Regions from separate parts of the Mus musculus genome. Here region 1 is linked to region 2. The links are chromatin contacts, called in public Hi-C maps. All regions are on one chromosome and are shown on one strand. Each heading gives the region's core, a stretch centred on a gene start, on an enhancer-like site or on the middle of the called end of the contact. The rest is flanking DNA. Distances are from core to core; before and after follow the strand shown. Region 1 holds the start of 1700044C05Rik (RIKEN cDNA 1700044C05 gene). Region 2 holds the start of 4933431J24Rik (a long non-coding RNA gene).

Evidence for each region. Hi-C and Micro-C count contacts between places; a contact is called where the count stands out from the background.
Region 1: a Hi-C map of LSK cells shows a contact between it and region 2, with 1.6 times the contacts expected there. The contact joins the promoter of 1700044C05Rik here to the promoter of 4933431J24Rik in region 2. A contact is called at or near these places in 7 of 484 Hi-C or Micro-C datasets (LSK cells, embryonic stem cells, myeloid progenitors and 1 more) and 4 of 115 datasets of contacts at active chromatin or transcription factors (craniofacial prominence, embryonic stem cells and stem cell-derived neural progenitor cells).

The regions. Positions count from the first base shown.
Region 1 is chr14:118,363,911-118,368,111 of GRCm38.p6, forward strand. 1700044C05Rik (RIKEN cDNA 1700044C05 gene) reads left to right here and starts at 1,968. Exons shown (of 6, transcript NR_045624.1): 1 at 1,968-2,209; 2 at 3,372-3,431; 3 at 3,714-3,786.
Region 2 is chr14:118,209,600-118,213,519 of GRCm38.p6, forward strand. It overlaps 4933431J24Rik (a long non-coding RNA gene), which reads left to right and starts at 1,366. Exons shown (of 5, transcript XR_383762.3): 1 at 1,366-2,900; 2 at 3,354-3,448; 3 at 3,788-3,920. It overlaps Gm31981 (a long non-coding RNA gene), which reads right to left and starts at 2,106. Exons shown (of 2, transcript XR_383764.2): 1 at 1,865-2,106; 2 at 822-1,703.

The DNA of each region.
Region 1 (4,201 bases), core at 718-3,217, 150 kb after region 2:
ACTGAGTTGGATAAAGTAAGCTTGCAGGTGCCTTTGGGTCTCCGTTGCTGAATCACCAGAATATCACAGGGGCACAGTCTGAAAGGTGTGGTCCCAGATACATTTTGGAGATGACTGCTTGCTTGGGAAATACCATCAGAAGATAAGGCCTGGCAGGGTGTTCAAATCTTCCAAGCTCTCTGGAACAAAAGCAAGACTGACGCCATCCTCTGTGCACGTGACCAGAAGCCATGGGCATGCTATGGCCTAAACCAATTTCTCAAGTTCAAGGGCAGTGATTTCAAGGTAAATATTTCTTGAACTGGGTGGTAGCTTTGGGGTACCCTCCTAAGTGGGGAAAAAAGGCCTAGTTCTTTAACTTACATTTTCAAGAGAGGTGGAAGAGGATGTAAGCTTCCCCCACAAACACAGAAGACTTCAAGCCACACTGGGCCACAACAGGCTTCCCTCTCCCAACTTTGACTCCCCAGACTTGAGTGCAATGCTCTCCACTTTGGGAATCTGAGTCAAGAATTCCTACCATCCGTGAAAGTTTGCGGAGGTCCCTGACTTCCTCCATGTTAGACAGCACAGAAGGCTACTGAGCGCCCCCTCCACCCTTGACCCCCAGCCTGGCTTCTCACTGCAATTATACAGCCAGCTGGGGAAGGGAAAAATCTTTCTCCACTCAAATGTCAGAGGAACTTGGGGATGAGAAAGCTCTCTTGTACCACTGCGCAAGCCAAGGGGACAGCAGGCCCCTTCACAGTTTCTCCAAAGATGGAAAGTAGAGTGGTGGTGACCAGGGGGCTGGAGGGGTTGTTTAATCACAACAGTTCCTGTGTGGGATGGTGAGGGTGTTCTGGGAATGGGTGGTGTTGACAGTTACACACACACACCTTGAGCAAACTCAAGGCCATTACACCGTGAACTTGAAGATGGTAAGGATGGTTGCCCTGCAACCTTATCCCTATAAGCTGCTATGTAAGACTTTGTGGAGAGAACAAGTCAGCAAAGACCTTGCCTTTGCAAGCCTAACAACCGGAGCTTGATCCCTAGACCCCATGTAAAGAGGCTACTCGGTGTAGTGATGCCCGCCTGTACTCCCAGCTCGGGGAAGGCAGGAGCAGGTGGATTCTTAGGGCTCCCTGGCAAGCCACAGCCAGTGTGCAAAAGACTTACCTTCTGCTGTTAATACACAATAACAATTTATTTACCTAAACGTTAGAAATAGACATTCTTGGGCAAACTGTACGTGAAGATGTCACGTAGGTCCTAGATGACAGAGAGCATGACCAGCTTATTGCTTGGAGCAGTCTGACTAATAACTACACTGAATAACAAACACTGCAACCTCCTCTGCTTAGCATTATCCTTCCTTAGATAGAGAACTTTCCATGTTTCCCAGAAACCCAGGATTAGCTTCTATGGTTGACCGTGGTGATTAGCAGTGATGCCTGAGTGTGCCTGAGCCAAACATCCCCAGGTGGTTCTCCCAGCACAGAAGAGGCCGTTATAGGAACAAGGAAGACTTTTAGTGTGCCAGAACCTGCCTCAGATGAGTCAGAGGTGAGGGCCGGGGTTCCTGGCACACTCTGTGTGACCATGTCAGCTTCTAACCAATGGACTCTTAGACTGCTGTGTGCATTTCTCTGTCCACAGTCATATTGTAAAGGTGTACTGTTTACTGTCAGGGGCTGAGGGGACTCCAGAGTCTCCTGCTCATCTGCACGGACAGCACTATCTGAATTAACTGAAGGATCATTCAGAAGCAACCCAGAAAACACCTTTATGTGGAAAGGCATAGAATGTCATCACTGGCCATTGTGTCCCCACTCAATGCTATGTTTCTGTCCTAACCCGGTGCCTGGGATATAGTCTTATTTGAGAACAGGATCTTTTTCAGGTGCAATCTAGTTAATATTGTTGGCATCAGGACCTCCCAAACCTATGACATCACACAGGTGACAGCATGACCTTCGACCTGCAGACCTGTTGCCAAGGCAACAGGCACCATGTTCCCAACATTCAATTGGCTCACCTCCCTGCGTAGACATTCTCCATATAAATAAGGAGAATGCCCCTCCCTCTCTCTCTCCCCCTCTTCTCTTTCTGTCACCACCTTCTCTCTCTTTCCCCAAAAAACCCTCTTCCATGTGGAACTGCCTTGGCCTAGTGTGCTATTGAGACTCGACCCGCCATTCTAACACATCAAATATGACATGACCAAGTAAGCCTTACTCTATCTGACTGGTATCTTTTTTATAGAAGGGGAATAGTAGGAGAGAGTTAGGGTTAGGGTTAGGGTTAGAGTTAGGGTTAGGGTTAGGGTTAGTGTTAAATGCCAGGTGACAACAGAGGCAGAGACTAGGCATAGAAGCTAGTCAAGGTGCTGAGAACCGCTGTCCACCACCAGAAGTTGGAGTGAGGCAAGGGGGCGGGGGGGAGGTTCTACCCTCAATCCCAGAGGGAACATAGCTCTGCCGAATCCTTGATTTCGAGAGTCCTGCACCGTGATACACAAGTCTGTCATCTTAAGCCAGCAGGTTTGGGGCCTTTGTTACCACAGCCCTAAGACACCTGTGTACTGCCATTTCCCTGAGAGTCCATTTGCTGTAGAAGCTGTATGAAAACACTGTCTCCATCTTGTAGGGAGCTCCTCTCCTCCACATTGTACTCTTTCTTTTAGTTTTGAGGCAAATTAATTAACATGATACAGGAAAGGGAGAATGCACTCGCAGAGGCCTCTCTATAAGCCCTCATGCGCTTTTGTTCTCCATTATTGCACTAAATTATTTAATTGGGTCCCTCGGATTGTGCTCAGTCACAAGAAAGAACACAGTCTATTGTGAGGGGCCCTACACCCATAATGCAATATCAAATTCAATTCCCATCAAAAGTGCTCGCTGCTAAAAGCCTGCTCTGTGGCTGCAGATTAATGAAGATCTGCAGTGGGCAAAGTGGTGGTCTCAGAGACATTATTTTCCTCCAATAGAAAGCCTATTCTTGAAGAACAATAAAAGCAGAAAGAAGCGTTAGTCTGCTTATAGATGGAAATAAGTCAAAATGAATAAGAAGCTTGATGGAAATAGTCTGAAAGCAGAGTAAATTCTGAAAATACTGTTTTTGTTTTGTGAGGAAATTTTCTTTGTGCATGTGCATGCGCACGCACACGCACACGCGCACACACACACACACACACACACACACACACACACACACACACGTGTATGTGTGCTGCTTTCCCCTCTCGGACTCTCTCATAAAATGCTATTGGATGCAAAAGCTCTGGCAGGTAGAACAAATGTGAAACTCTAAAGTTTCAGTTCCAGACAATCAGCATTTTGTCATCACAGGTCAACACAGCCTCACTTCTCCCCTTGCCATTCTAGGGCTGCACGCTAGCCTGGGGTATGGAAACCACATGCAAGGAGGCAAGACTCACAAAGGCGGTGAGTCTAGCAGAGCTGTGTGTAGCCATCAGACACCCAGATGTCCCTCTGGACTCTATTCTGCTTTACTTTGAATGCTGATTTCCCCCCTTCTTAGCGCCTTCTCTCCTGGTATCCTGGGGACTTTTCTGTGTAGGACTAGCCTATCCCTGCCTCCCCTTGCTCTCATCCATTCTGAATGCCTTGATGAATTCCTCAGCCCGACAGCTTCAACCTTCTTTAAGCTCCTCCCTTACTTAATTACCCCATTCACATCTTGTCCACATTACATGTCTGATACAGGTGTGTGTTAAACTGCCCTGTGGGTTCCAAGATGGCGGCAACAAGCCAAGTGCATCTAACCTGTACTTGACATGTGAGTAGATGATGCTGGTACTGGTATAAATTACACATAAGTTTTTTTTGAAAAGTTAATAATAATAATAAGACATGTCAAGGTTTTTTTTTAAACATTTTGATTCTGTCTAAATGATGCTTGGGTTTTATAGGATTAAATAAAATATCATTAGAATTAATTTTACCCATCTCATTTGACTCTGCAAACTGTATCACGCGTAGTTCCCATTTGTGACATGCATAACATTGTTTTGCACACGTTCTGTTGTGCCATGCCACTGAGGCTATAGAACACCCCTGACTTTCCTAAAACATGGCGGTCTAAGCCTGTTGTAAGTATAAGCCTGACTGCAGCATTTAGATAAGATGGGAAATTCATCAGGGTGTGGAGACACAGCTCAGTCGGCAAAGTGCTTCCTGCACAAGACTAAGGG
Region 2 (3,920 bases), core at 116-2,615:
TTGTAACTAACACAAAGCGTTGGTCAGATCTTTGAGTTTCCTAGTTGTTGGACCATCTCACTAGCTCTAGTCTTTTGATTTCAAAATTAGGATTCTATGCTAAAATATTTAAAATTATAGGCATGTCTGTGTAAAGTTAATTATTTTTCCATAGGAAATGAATAAATTTGGGTCCTTGAAAAGTTTCGAAGACGATTTTCTCACTAGGTGGCGCTTGTGTGCCTAGAGGTCTCAGCCTGAGTAGCCTGGCCATCTGCAGATCACCAAGCCTTAAGTGGTTACCATGGAGACCCCCAGTATCATAGAGAAATGGACTTCAGGATTTTCTTCTCGATAAAGAATGATTCTTCTAACTATGTGTCTGCTCTGTGTCGTAATGCAGCCTTGTAAGTAAAGAGAAAATGTTCTTTTTCTCTTATTTATCTGCAAGATGAATTATGTAAAATTCAGGTCCAGGCGAGGAGAAAACTGTCAACTGTGTCTCTGAACTGTAGGACAAAGTCTGAGAACACTGGATTTTTATACAAGGAAGGTGCCTGTCACTTGTGAATAATTTGGAAGATGTCTTCACCTTTCCTTTGAAGATCCCGAAGTCCACTCCCTAATAAAATGCTTTAAACATCTTCTGGTGGTATTACCTTTCTGGGTGTAGAAATGGACTCTGTGTTATAAAGAGTCCAAAGTGATTCATCCATTCGGACTCTTCCCGCCCCATGTAGTGAGTGCCAGATAACCCAGGTATTTCCCTCTGGATACTCTGGATACCCAGTCAACAAGTCGAGAATTCCAAGGCAATAAGAAGGAAGAGAGTGCAACCAAGATAGAGGAGATAGATACTGCTAATTTTTATTAGCTATGTCTTATATCAAAACATGTCTTGATTCACCTGATGTTACCCCTATGTGTACTTGGTTAGATGGCTAGACAAAAATCGGTGTTCAAGCTTGATGGGGAAGTAAACTTCAGTCTCTTGTGGTCCTCACAAAAACCACTCCAGTCAAGCCAGGTGCCTTTGCACATGGCAGACCTTTGTTTCTTGTCATCTGTGTGAAAGGGTACCTCATATTTCCCACGTTCCTCATTCAGATGATGTCTTTCAACCAAACACAATTCGTGATTTTTAAATCTGCGAATCACTTTAAGTTGGGGAACAAAATTCACGTGGGTATGGCTTCATCTACTTGAAATTATTTCGATCTCTGAAAATCAAAATCTGTTGGTCTCTTGTACAAACTGTGGTCTCAGGTCTCATTTACTGAAATGTTCCCTTACTAGTTAAGACTCTCTGGGAAAGATGGGATAAGCAAGTTGGACGGCATCCATTCATTCTTTGGGTAAAGCAGGTCTGGTCGCAACACCAGTCCCATGGAGAAGCATCCAGTAGGCACCCAGGATCATGGGGAATATACAGCAAAGGGTTTGTATGTCCGGCTTCCACAGAGCACGAGAAAGTACACAGCCCAGTTTCCTGTTCTCAGAAGTTCTTAGAATGAAAGTGGGAGAAGAAAGGAGGCTTGAACACAACATCTTCCATCACCTAATGTTTTCTGTTTCCTTTTTCTTGATTCTTCCCCAGAAAGTGGGGGGAGGCAAAAACGATGTATTCCAGACTCCAACGGCTCCCATCATCATGGTGCATACCGTGGAGAGCTCGTTCTCAAGGCTCCTTGGGCGTGAGGATGCATGCCAGCTCCTGCAGTGTCCTGCATGGTGCAGGGACATTAGTGAAATATGAGAAGGCCCTGAGAAGAAAGGAACACCTACTAGCCAAGATGAGGTAGTACATACACTGCTTGTTTCTAAGCTACTGAGGTCTCAGCACATGGTTCTTGTGTTCTAATGAGAATCTGAAGAGCCATCCTACCTGCTGTTTCCCCATGCATGGTATACTGAGCCCTGCTCCTGCGGGCATACTGTGCCCAGCTCCTGTGCGGGTCAGCTTAGCACACAGGCAGCAAAATGCCATGCCTGTGAAGACTCACAGGATCACAGAGGGATAACCCATTCAGGGATCAGGGATTACTGAGGGATAGCCCACTCTCCCTGCTTTAGCCTTCTGCCATGCTCCAACTGTTAGTGACGTCATTGCCCAGTCCCACAGTGCTCTGCGGTGCCCAGAGGAAGAAAGTGGAACAGCCCTCCCTACGAAGGACCAACCGTTTCCAGCATTTCTTTAATCGCATGTCTTTGAAACTGGCCAGATTTAAGTGACCATCTACTCACACTTCATAAATTCCCTTGCACATGGCAAGTCACTTCAGTCGCCCATGTAGGCACTGAAAATAAAAGGGATCGCTGTGGAGAAGCTGTGGCAGTCATCACACTCCTTTTATCGAAATCATATGCTAATTATCATTTGTTTGTTTGTTTTGTTTTGTTTTTGTTTGTTTTTTTCGAGACAGGGTTTCTCTGTGTAGCCCTGGCTGACCTGGAACTCACTTTGTAGACCAGGCTGGCCTCGAACTCAGAAACCCACCTGCCTCCTAATTATCATTTATTAGGAATGACAGGGCGGTGTGGTGTGTCTATAACTAGCGGGTGTGTGTGCAGAGGGATCTAGAAAAGTCTCTCGCTTTAAGATGATACAGTCTGCAAAGAGAGAAAACACAAAGACCTCACAAACAAACCAATGAATCATGCCAGGCCGTGATAAAGACTCTCCGAGGACACAGTTACCCAGCGATGACGTCACAGAAAAGGCAAGAGGGCCTGACAGGGATCTCAGAGGACAAACAGAGTCTCACCAGACCCGACGGAACCGTTCCAGGTGGATGAAGGGTGTGATCGGAGCGGCCTTAGTGGAGTCTGTGGAAACTGGGAAATAGTGGGCCTTAAGCTGGGAATGTGGATTCAGGCCAGAATGTGGAAGGAAACTAAGGCGCTTGGACTTCATCCTAGTGGTAATGAAGAGATAATGAAGATTTTTAATTAAGGGTTTGGCATGATTAAGTGGTGTTTTAGGGAGATTACCGTGGCAGCAGTGAATTGGAGGGGGAGAAACAAGTAAGCGATTAGTTAGGATGCTATTATAATTACCCAGGCTTGAAGCAGCAGGGGTCCAGGGGCAGTGGGAATAGAAAGGAAGGGTGGAGAGAGAGAGATAGCAGGACGGGATGCCAGGACAGTCTTGGTGACTCATGGATGTGCCTGACAGAAGGAAGAGGGAGATCAGCCATGGGGGCGAAAGGTGAATGGGAGCGGTGTAGCTGGACTTGAGTGACTACGGGCATGAGCATGCGCAGTGGGCAGCTACATGAAGATCTAGGACTAAGGCCTTAGGGGGCAGCCAGGATAACCACGTAGGTTGCCACTGGAGCGACCTCTCCATAAGTCAACCTGATTTCTCTCCTCAGGAAGAACTGCAATCCAGTGACTAAGCAGCTATGACAGAATGTGTGTATTTTGGGACGTGTTTCTACATATCAACAGCAAGGCAAGAGGAATCCAGGTCATTTGTTGAATATTTTAAACTTCCAGAAAATGACTTTTTGATAAATCACCCAAATACTTCAAATTGACATTTTTAAAGGCAAATTTCCCAGAAAGTATTCCCAAATGTTTAAATTTCTTCCTTTTGGGGACCTTGGCCTCGCGGCACATAATATTGTTCAATTACAGAGTCGTTTCCATGTCCAAAGTGGCAGAAGCTGTGACCAACTCGGTCACTGCTGCAGGACTCTAGGTACAAGAGCCCTCATAGCCTCCTCCTCCTCCTCGGTCCCTACCTAATTCTCTTATGCAAATTAGCCGGAAGAGAGTCTTCCAGTTATTTTTTTCTTTTAATCAGGGAAGTGCATTCTTCTAGCAAAAGGAACCCACTAGAAGATGCATGACCATCCTTTAGTGCGTTCCCAGTACTGATGGCATGTGGCCACTTGGAATCCCACCAACCCAGATGCCAACTGGCACCTTGCTTTAAA